Regions from separate parts of the Mus musculus genome. Here regions 1 and 2 are each linked to region 3. The links are chromatin contacts, called in public HiChIP or PLAC-seq maps. All regions are on one chromosome and are shown on one strand. The core of a region is the stretch at or near the end of the contact, and the rest is flanking DNA. Distances in the headings are between cores, read along the strand shown. Region 1 has its middle 15 kb from the start of Gm42234. Region 2 has its middle 31 kb from the start of Gm42234. Region 3 holds the start of Xrcc2 (X-ray repair complementing defective repair in Chinese hamster cells 2).

What was found. HiChIP or PLAC-seq counts read pairs in DNA pulled down with a chosen protein or histone mark.
Region 1: an H3K27ac HiChIP or PLAC-seq map of extraembryonic endoderm stem cells shows a contact between it and region 3. The contact joins the enhancer-like site here to the promoter of Xrcc2 in region 3. A contact is called at or near these places in 2 of 39 promoter capture datasets (3T3-L1-derived adipocytes and the HPC-7 cell line), 1 of 484 Hi-C or Micro-C datasets (colorectal tumor organoids), 3 of 115 datasets of contacts at active chromatin or transcription factors (embryonic stem cells and extraembryonic endoderm stem cells) and 3 of 9 other capture datasets (adipose tissue, liver and pancreatic islet).
Region 2: a contact with region 3 is called in an H3K4me3 HiChIP or PLAC-seq map of embryonic stem cells, with 5 times the contacts expected there. The contact joins the enhancer-like site here to the promoter of Xrcc2 in region 3. A contact is called at or near these places in 2 of 484 Hi-C or Micro-C datasets (the N1E-115 cell line and colorectal tumor organoids), 6 of 115 datasets of contacts at active chromatin or transcription factors (the SCID.adh cell line and embryonic stem cells) and 2 of 9 other capture datasets (liver and pancreatic islet).

The regions. Positions count from the first base shown.
Region 1 is chr5:25,653,129-25,656,162 of GRCm38.p6, forward strand. No RefSeq gene overlaps it. Among named protein-coding and RNA genes, the nearest start is that of Gm42234, 15 kb to the left of the region's middle. Within about 2 kb of position 1,548, at least 51 of the 459 cell types and tissues checked have an H3K27ac peak or open chromatin away from gene starts, as enhancers often do. A contact at or near this core is called in extraembryonic endoderm stem cells, where this site is marked.
Region 2 is chr5:25,669,784-25,672,999 of GRCm38.p6, forward strand. No RefSeq gene overlaps it. Among named protein-coding and RNA genes, the nearest start is that of Gm42234, 31 kb to the left of the region's middle. Within about 2 kb of position 1,533, at least 15 of the 459 cell types and tissues checked have an H3K27ac peak or open chromatin away from gene starts, as enhancers often do. A contact at or near this core is called in the N1E-115 cell line and embryonic stem cells, where this site is marked.
Region 3 is chr5:25,704,537-25,707,864 of GRCm38.p6, forward strand. Xrcc2 (X-ray repair complementing defective repair in Chinese hamster cells 2) reads right to left here and starts at 1,261. Exons shown (of 3, transcript NM_020570.2): 1 at 1,142-1,261. The coding sequence starts at 1,180.

The sequences.
Region 1 (3,034 bases), core at 298-2,797, 51 kb before region 3:
GCACATGCGCACGCGCACACGCACACACACACACACAAACGCAAACCCAGTGAAGGATACACTGAAGAGCTATAGCATAGGATAGGACAGAAATAAAAGGCTCAAACCATAGAGGTTTATGGGCACTTTTAAACACATGGGGGGTCACAGCATTTTTAAGGCACCAGAGATGCCAAAGCCAGACCAACTCCTGTTGTAAGGATCCATGCTTCGCAGAAGAATGACACCCCAGACTCACATAGGATATAAATGCAGAGTGATTTATTCTGCAGAAGTCCAGCATGCTGGGGTCTCCCATTACCAAGATAGAGAGACTCTGAAGTTCACAGGTTCAATTTAAAGCTCCTTAGGGGAATCCCGAGGTAGGTTGGCTTTGTCTTACTCTATCACAAAGGACATTCCGTTACTGGGGCGTGGGGGCCAGCAGGAAACTGCTGACCCATTGTCCTTGCTTCAGGGCAGGTGATAGGGCAGTTTCTGACTGGCTGCTCAAAGCCAAGCCTGTATTTTTAGGTCTAGTCTCCTTAACTGTTCATTTGAAGCCTGTCATGGAATCAGCCTTCTCACTGTGTTTGCTGTGGATGCAGGAGGCAGCCCAGTCCTAGGTCAGGTTAGCAGAGGGATGAAAAGGCAGAAACTCACAGCTGCTTGAAATGAAGTCAGTGATCTCACAAACATGTGCCAAATGTTTTATGCCAAACAGTTTTCAGTTGTTTGAGATGGGGTCTCATACAACCCAGGATAGCTTCAAATTTGCTACTACCCCAAATTAGCCAGCAGCCTGAACCTCCTCCTCTATCTCCTGAGTTCTAGGCATAGAGGCAGATTAGCATTTTACATAGATTATCTTCCAGCGTTGATCATTAAATATGGAACTTGGGACACCTCCATTAGCCCAAAGGACTGCTATTACTTCTGCGCAGTAACTGGACTGCTGAACACTGGGGTCCCTGGGTCCAGCCAGCCCTTCCCAGAGCCAACCCAGCTAGCAGGAGTCTATGTGGGTCCTGAAGCTGTGGAGCACTGGGCTTCTTTTAGGACTTAGAATATCTGAGGATATCAAGTTTCCTGCGTTGCCGCCCCATGCTTTTGAGCACGCGCAGTGTCCCTAGGTGTTTTTAAAAAAATGTGTTATAGTCTCAGAGATAAGCAGGAGGGAACCGCAGTAAGGAAAAGTATCAAAGTATGCTCAAAGAACCTAAGTGTAAAACAAACAAACAAAAACAAACGTATTCTAATTCCAGAGATAGGCAAGTGGGAACAGCAGTAAAGTGCTGAAGCTTTGCTCAGTCCCGAATGTAGTTCAGATGCGGAAGATCTATCTCGGGATGATCTCTCAGCAAATGGGGTCCCTTTCTTCTTACACTGATTTGGATAGGCTCCCTGAGTGTCCTACTGATGGTCAGAGAACATTCTCAGCAAGCAGATCCACTCACTAACGAAGGAGAGAGGATGAATCAATGCAGTCCCACGGACAAAGCCTGGGCCTGGAACTCAGTGCGCTCCGCCAGTCACTCTCCAGCCGCACTGCTAAGACAGCCGAGCGGGGGCCCACAGCTGTGTGGTCATGTGGACGGTCTGCCTGAGCTGGACGCTGCGTTCCTTCCTCAGCTCCTTCCTGGAGATCAGATACACCTGAGAAGGAGCAGCTCAGGGGAGGAACGGCTTATTTTGGCTCAGGGTCAGAGGATGCAGCCCCCTGTGGTGGGCAGGACAAAGGGAAGAGTGGCCTCCAGCTGCTGCCCCAGAGCGAGGCAGCTGGCCACAATGCTTCTGTAGGCAGGAACGGGGCTACTTACTAGTGCTCTGATCGTCGTTTTTCCTGCTCTTTTGTATTTATCCTGAGACCCCAGCCTACAGGACGATGCTGCACACTTTGGAAGTGGGTCTTCTTCATTAACCCTCTCTGGAAGCCCTCTCCCAGAAGTGTGCCTCCTATGTGATTCCAGTCAGGTTGACAGCGAAGGTGAGCCATCACCACTGTCTTTCTTGGTTCTCATTGAAGTAATTCCTTAGGCAAGAAGATGGGAAATAAACGGACCGCTGTCCCGGAAATATGAAGGACTGGGGGAAACATTTTCCTAGTGGCTTGGCTCCCTGCAAGCCCCACACGGGTGGGTGTGGGGTCCTTAAGGGTGCACGTAAGACGTTTGGGCCATTACCTGGCTCCCTCTCGGGTCTCCTTTCTCTCCCACAGCTTGCCGCAGAGCTATAATGAAGTGGCCAGGGTCCTTGAGGCACAGGCATCTCCTCACTGCATGGCTTCCTTAGAACAGAGTCAATTACTGGCCTTTATTCCATTCTGTCTTTACAAATTAGCTGTGAGGTAATGCGTCTTTGGGATGGGAGAGAGGGTCCCCATGCGAGGAGACTGATGGAGAGCAGAAAACATAAGTCAACACTATTTATGGTACAGATGGAAACTTGAAGGCTTACTGTGTGCTCAGCAGCTTGGAGGATTCAGGTGCTGTCTTAGTTAGGGTTTCTATTCCTGCACAAACATCATGACCAAGAAGCAGTTGGGGAGGAAAGGGTTTATTCCACTTACACACTGCTGTTTATCATCAAAGGAAGTCAGGACTAGAACTCAAGCAGGTCAAAAAGCAGGAGCTGATGCAGAGGCCATGGAGGGATGTTCCTTACTGGCTTGCTTCCCCTGGCTTGCTCAGCCTGCTTCCTTATAGAACCCAAGACTACCAGCCCAGAGATGCTACCACTCACAAGAGGCCCTCCCCCTTGATCACTAATTGAGAAAATGCCTTACAGTTGGATCTCATGGAGGCATTTCCTCAACTGAAGCTCCTTTCTCTGTGATAACTCCAGCCTGTGTCAAGTTGACGCTCAAAACCAGCCAGTACAGGTGCATACTTTTTTGTTTAAGATTTATTAATTTTATGTATATGAGTGCACTGTTGCTGTCTTCAGACACACCAGAAGAGGGCATCAGATCTCATTACAGATGGTTGTGAGCCACTATGTGGTTGCTGGGAATTGAACTCAGGACCTCTGGAAGAGCAGACAGTGCTCTTAACCA
Region 2 (3,216 bases), core at 283-2,782, 34 kb before region 3:
ACATGTACACACATACACACCATGTACACACACACACAGGTCCTTGAGAGGCTGAGGCAGGATGATCGCCACAAATCTGAGGCAAGACAGGGCCACACAGTAAGTTTCAGGCCAGCTTGGACTACAGTGGAATACCTTGTATAACAAATTGGTTGGGGCCAAGGATGTAGAGGACCTGAATTCAGATCCTAGAACTCTTATTAAAAAGCTGGGCAAGGTAGTGTGCGATTATAATTCCAGCATTGGAGGCAGAGATAGAGGATGTCTCTCTAGCCAGGCAGCCCAGGCTAAATAGTGAGTCCAAGCGAGAGACCCTGCTTTTCTCTTAGGGAAAACATATACACAAATGAGTTCTTGCCTCCACCACACACAGGTGCACCTCACCACAGGAACACACACACACACACACACACACACACACACACACACACACAGAGGTGTGGGGAGAGGAATGTTGGACATGCTTAAAGGGGTTCATTCTTCCTACCTAGAGGGCAACTTCAAAACTCAACATTTTAAATCCTGGCACAGCACTCCTCGACGTTTAACTGAAGACAAGTGTTACAAAAATTCCTTCCCAGGTCCCCCATACCTCCCCAAAATTCATTCTGGGCAACCAATGAATTCACTCGGCTTCCTAATGAAGCATAGGTGGAGGGTCATTTCTGGGTGTCTGTGAGTCACACTGCAGTCTTTACCCAGCAGGGATGAGGGCTTCCCCATAGCACATAGAGCCCCTGTGCTGGTCTTTCTAACCTATACACTCTAGCCCTTTCCTGAGGTCAATTGTGTTTTCTTGATTGAGACAGGGTCTTATCATGTAGTAGCGCGTGATGGCTTGGAACTAACTCTGTAGACCAGGCTTGCCTCAAGCTCAGAGATCTGCCTGCTTCTGTCTCCGGAACACTGTGATTAAAGGTGCGCACCACCCTACCAAGCCGTATGATGTGGCTTTTCAACATCTGAGAGAACACTGCCTACTTCATGTGGCCAAGTGTTCTCCATAACATGGTGTGTTTAGGTTTAGCTCTCACATGTAGGATCTGAATTACCTTTACATTTGCAAACTTCAGAAAGGAGAACGTTTCTTGCTGCAGAAATGCAGTGAAGTATTCCAAAGGCCCTGGGAACCCTTGTCTGTGAAGTGAGGATAAAAAAGCGATGCTTACTGGTTTGACTAGTTTCTTTTTTATTTTTAATTATGGATGAGCACGTGTGGTATGTACACATGTGTACAGGTGCTGGCAGAGGCCAGAAGAGGGCGTTGGAGCTCCTGGAGCTGGAGTTAACAGGTGGCCATGATGAGCCTTCCCAAGTGAGTATGAGTACTCATTGCCAAACTTGGGTCTTCTGCAAGAGCAGAGTCTCCAGCCCCTTGTTTGACTCATTTCAAATGAGGTGAATTTGTTTCTGCAGAGAACCTAAGAATCCCTTTTCTAATGGCGATCTGCTTGTCCATTACAATACCTCATTGTTCTAAAGGAAGGTGGCTGAGTCCTATTTTGCATGGTAAAATAGCAGCTCTGTGGGCTAGTACAGAAACAAAGAGGCATCTCTAGAATAGATCACAGAGCAGCCTCAGAGTCTGGGGCACCACATTGCCCGTGGAATCTTTAGGAGCCATCAGACTAATTCCAGAGCACCGTCCAGGAGCCTGGAAGAAAGGCATAGTCCCAGGTCCTGGGTGTGAAGCTAAGCCGTGTGCATTTGAGCAGGAACCCGGGCTCATTTGCACAGCCACTGAGCTTAGGACTACTGCTGCAAAACAGCAAGACCTGAACCCCAAGTGCCCACGTGGTCATGAGTACTTTGTCCTAGGAAGTATCTGGATCGGGATTTACGGTCACATAGCAAAGCAATCCCTTCTGATCTGTGTTAGGTCACAGCGACTTTAACTACTCAGTCAAGGGCTATTTATTATATTCTTCTGAGCCAGGTTCCAAGACACGTGTTACATATACGAAGATGTGTATTTTACCCTTAGTTTCTATAACTTAGTTTCTAGACAGGCTAGCCTGGAGAGAGGAAGTGGTCCCAGATATCGTGTTGGACTTGTCCTTCAGTGCTGAAGTTCCGCGGTGTGCCGCCCACCACGCACCGCCGTGCCAGCTTCCCTGGAGGATAGAACCCAGGGCCCCCAGCACACCGGGCAAGTGCTCCAGCACTGAGTCATAGCCCCGCCTCTAATACTTTAATTTAATAGACCTTATTAGATTTTAGCATGAAGAGTAGGACATGTTGCTTTAATAAGCCTCTCACTCACCCAAATGTGAAATGCATGTTCTCATACGAAACCAGGTTTGTTCTCTCTCTCCGCACCCTGCTCTTCATTAGATGAGTCCAATTTAAATGGCACATTGAACATTTAGAATAGTTCCAGAAGCGCTCTGCTAAACACATGCAGCTACAAAGCTGAGCACAACATTGAGCACGGGGGGAGGGGGGGGGGGAACACACGACAATTGTGGGCGTGGACGGCTGAAAACTGCGGCTTGCGCACGTGCACGCGTGCGCGTACACGGAGAACCCCACCCTCGTGATCTCAGGGCAATCGAACAGTGTCGCTGGCCAGAAACAATCTGCTTCCTAACTCTCCAGCCAACAGCCACGACTGACTGAGAGCCTCCTATGCAACAAAGCAACAAACTCGGTGGAAGCTATAAAAGTATAGGATTGAAAACTAGTTCTCTTGGAACTAACTGGGAGGTTAGCCAAGTGAGTACACAAGTCTCAAATGGAGGATACTGTTAAGTTTGCAGGCGTTAGCTCTGTCAAGGAGGATCAGAGAGGCCTCAAAGGACATGAAGGATTTGAGCCAGGCCGTTTATTTAGTTTTGTTTATTGAGTTAGGGTCTCAGATAGCTGAGGCTGGCCTTGAACTTGCTCTGTACCTGAGGCCTCTTGCCTCTACCTCTCAAGTGCCGGGATTCAGCCTTGAACAGCTCAGTAGACTAAGTTAAAGAAAATCATAGAGCCCATGATTTTCAGTCCTGAGGGAGACAGTCGCTCTCATGGGTCGCTCCTTTAGAAATGTTTTCTTGTGAGTTTGGGGTATCTGGGATTTGGGTCTGAGGTCTAGATCTGTCACTGTCCCACGCAGGCATTAGCCACCACATAAAGAAAGCCATCCACACTTGGACGCTGCTTAGCTGATCAAGGCATGGGAACTTCCTCTGCTTCCCTGGGGAGATGCTAGTGAGTTAGTCTCACTGCCTC
Region 3 (3,328 bases), core at 11-2,510:
CAGGTTGGAACTGCTGCCCTTGCTAAGTTCAGACCATACCTGAGCTGCTCCCTCCTCAGCAGCAAACCACTGAACAGTCCTTACAGTGCCAGTTCAGGGGCTGGGAACGGTAGCTCTGGTGGCAGATCCCATGCCTAGGAATCATGAAAGCCTGGATTCCATCCTTGGCAGTGGATAACAGGGCACTGTAGCACACACTTGTAATCCTAGCATTCCGGAGGCAGGACGGTCAGAAGTCGAAGGTTAGGGGCCAGAGAGATGGATTTCAGTTAAGAATGGGTTTTGCTCTTACAGAGAACATGAGTTTGGCTCAGATAACTCAATTGCTAATAACCCCGGCTCCTGATCATCTGACACCTTTTCCTCTGGCCTCCAAATTCATCTACACACATGGGTACATACCAACCCACAGACACACATTCATTTACATAATTTCTACAAATAAATAACTAGGACAAGGTTATACTCAGCTGCACGGCAAGCTCAAGGCCAGCGTGAGCTACCTGGATCCCCTCTGAATACATTTAAGTTAGCTCCTCCTACAATTTGTCTTACCCTCTTTTGGAGAGGCATGCTTTTACCATATGCTGTATATTTTACAGAAGCTTCGATTATTACATTTTGTTTTGTGAGAGAGGGTCTCACTATAGAGCCCTGACTGGCCTGGACCTACCTATATAAAGGCTAACTTCAAACTCATAGAGATCTGCCTGCCTCCGCCTCTTTAGTGCTAGGATTAAAGGCGTGTACCACCATGCCTGTTGATTAATTTTGTTGTTGTTGCTTCTTATTCCCAACTCTTGGCTGACAGTACTCGAACAAGTAACACACGTTAACGTTTAACGGTTCCTGAGTGAAATGGCTTGCGTGGCTCTGGAGAGATAGACGACAGGGGTATTCTGGGATACAGAAGGCCGGATGCCACAAACAGGTTAGTTAGAGGTGAAGCAAGCTACCTAAATTTAGAAAACGTCTACTGATGCCTCAACTGGTGGTCCTCCCTTCCCCAGCTCCTGCTGCACGGCTCGCCATCCCTGACCGGTTCACTGGCGGCTGTCGCGCCGCCCCACGGTGGCCCTGGGCGCCGCTCGGCGACCTCCCCCTGTAGTGCGCGGCCCTCCCGTCGCCCCGCGGCTCTCACCTCTGTCCCGGATTCCGCTCTGCGAAAGTCGCTACACATCGCCCGGCCAGCTCCGCGGGTTCAACCTACCCGCCAGCAACGCCATTTAGCAAAAGCGCGAAAGACGCAGCCAGTCAAAGCAATGACCCTGTGTGCGCGTGCGCACTGTGCGGGCTCGGAGCCAGAGAAGCCGAGGGCATGCGCAGTAAAGCTGCGGCGCCCTCTTGGTGACGCCAGTCTCCTGCGTTTCCTTTAGTCCTTATGGTCCTTATGTTATCTTCAGTTACTCATCTCGACGGGTCTTTATCAGGCAAAATTAACATGTACGTGATTTCTAAATCTTATTTAGTTTTTTGTTTTTGTTTTTTAGAGACGAACTTCCTATGTAGTCGTGGCTGTCCTGGAATTCACTATGTAGACCAGGCTGGCCTCGAACTCACAGAAGTCTGCCTGCCTCTACCTCCTGAGTGCTGGGATTAAAGGCGATCACCACCACTGCCCGTGCTTACTTGTTCTAAAGAAACTTAAAGTACATCTTCCTGCCACGGTTGTGTATGCCTGTGATCCTAGCACTCGGGAGGCTGAGGCAGAGAATCACCAAGAGTCGGATCAGGCTATAGTTTGGGCTGTAGTATGAGATTGTGTCTCAAAGGTACTAGGACAAAAGTTTACTGATTTGGGCTTTTGGTGTGTCAGTGGTCCCAACAACTCCTGAGGCTGAAGCCAGATAATAGTTCGAGCCCAGGAGACTACTCTGGGCAGAACAGCATAACCAGATTAACAGGAGAAGTAACACCGTTACTGAGCAAGCTCGCTCTTCTTGTCCTTTCTTGAGGCAAAAGCCTATGACTGGCTGTGGTATTTATAGATAACTGGGGTGGGAAGAGAAAAATGTATATTGAATTGAAAAGAACTGTGGAAATACACTGAGCCTGTGAAGTTTTCAAGCTCTTGGTTTGGTTAGGTTTGTTGTTTGCCTTTTGTTTGTTTTCTTTCTTTCTCTCTCTCTCTCTTTCTTTCCTCCTTTCTTTTCTCTCTTTTCTCTCTTTTCTTTCTTTCTTTCTTTCTTTCTTTCATTCTTTCTTAGATATTTTCTTTATTTACATTTCAAATGCTATCCCCAAAGTCCCCTATACCCTCCCCTCGCCCTGCTTCCCAACTCACCCACTCCCATTGTCTGGCCCTGGCATTCCCCTGTACTGGGGCATATGATCTTTGCAAGACCAGGGTCTCTCCTTCCATTGATGGCCGACTAGGCCATCCTCTGCTACATATGCAGCTAGAGACACAGCTCTGGGGGAGGGGTACTGGTTAGTTCATATTGTTGTTCCTCCTATAGGGTTGCAGACCCCTTTAGCTCCTTGGGTACTTCCTCTAGCTCCTTCATTAGGGGCCCTGTGTTCCATCTGATAGATGACTGTGAGCATCCACTTCTGTATTTGCCGGACACTGGCATAGCCTCACAAGAGATAGTTATTTTCTTTTGTTTGTTTTTCTCAAGTTCTAGAAATACAGGCCAGCAGCACTCCTATGAGATTCTAGGCATTGGCACTTTAGTGCATGCTAGTTAAGCACTCTTGCAGATGAATTATATTCCCTGGCCCATTGTGTTAAGATCTTGGGTGGAGGAAGGAGTGGAGAGGAGAATAGTTTTCTTAACTGTTGCCTGTCAAACGCCCACTGATTAGATAGATAGAATATTTATACTCTGTACATCTCTGAGTACAAATCTTATGTGTACAGTACACATGAATGTCTGTACAAGACATACTACCACGCATCAGATTTGAACTTTTCTAGGAGCGTGTCACAGTAGACATGCCTGAATGGAGTTTACAACTTACTAGGTCAGTTGCTGGAACTTTCCTGAAAATTCCCTTTCCAACAGATTTGTAGGTTGTTTTCTTATGAAAAGGTGTGAGGTTGGCTCTGTGTCATTTCTCTGTCTCTTGTCATATTCTTGAAGAATTATCTGTGGTGGCTAGTTTATGTCATCTTGCCATAACTAGAATGTTTTGAAAGTTGGTGCCTCCATAAGATTTGACTGTTTTCTCTCTCTCTCTCTCTCTCTCTCTCTCTCTCTCTCTCTCTCATCCTGTTGTTTTTTTTTTTCTAAAGACAGGGTTTCTCTGTGTAGGCCTGCTGTCCTGAAACTCATGTAGACCAGGCTGACCTCAAACTCATAGATTTGCCTGTCTCTACCTCCCA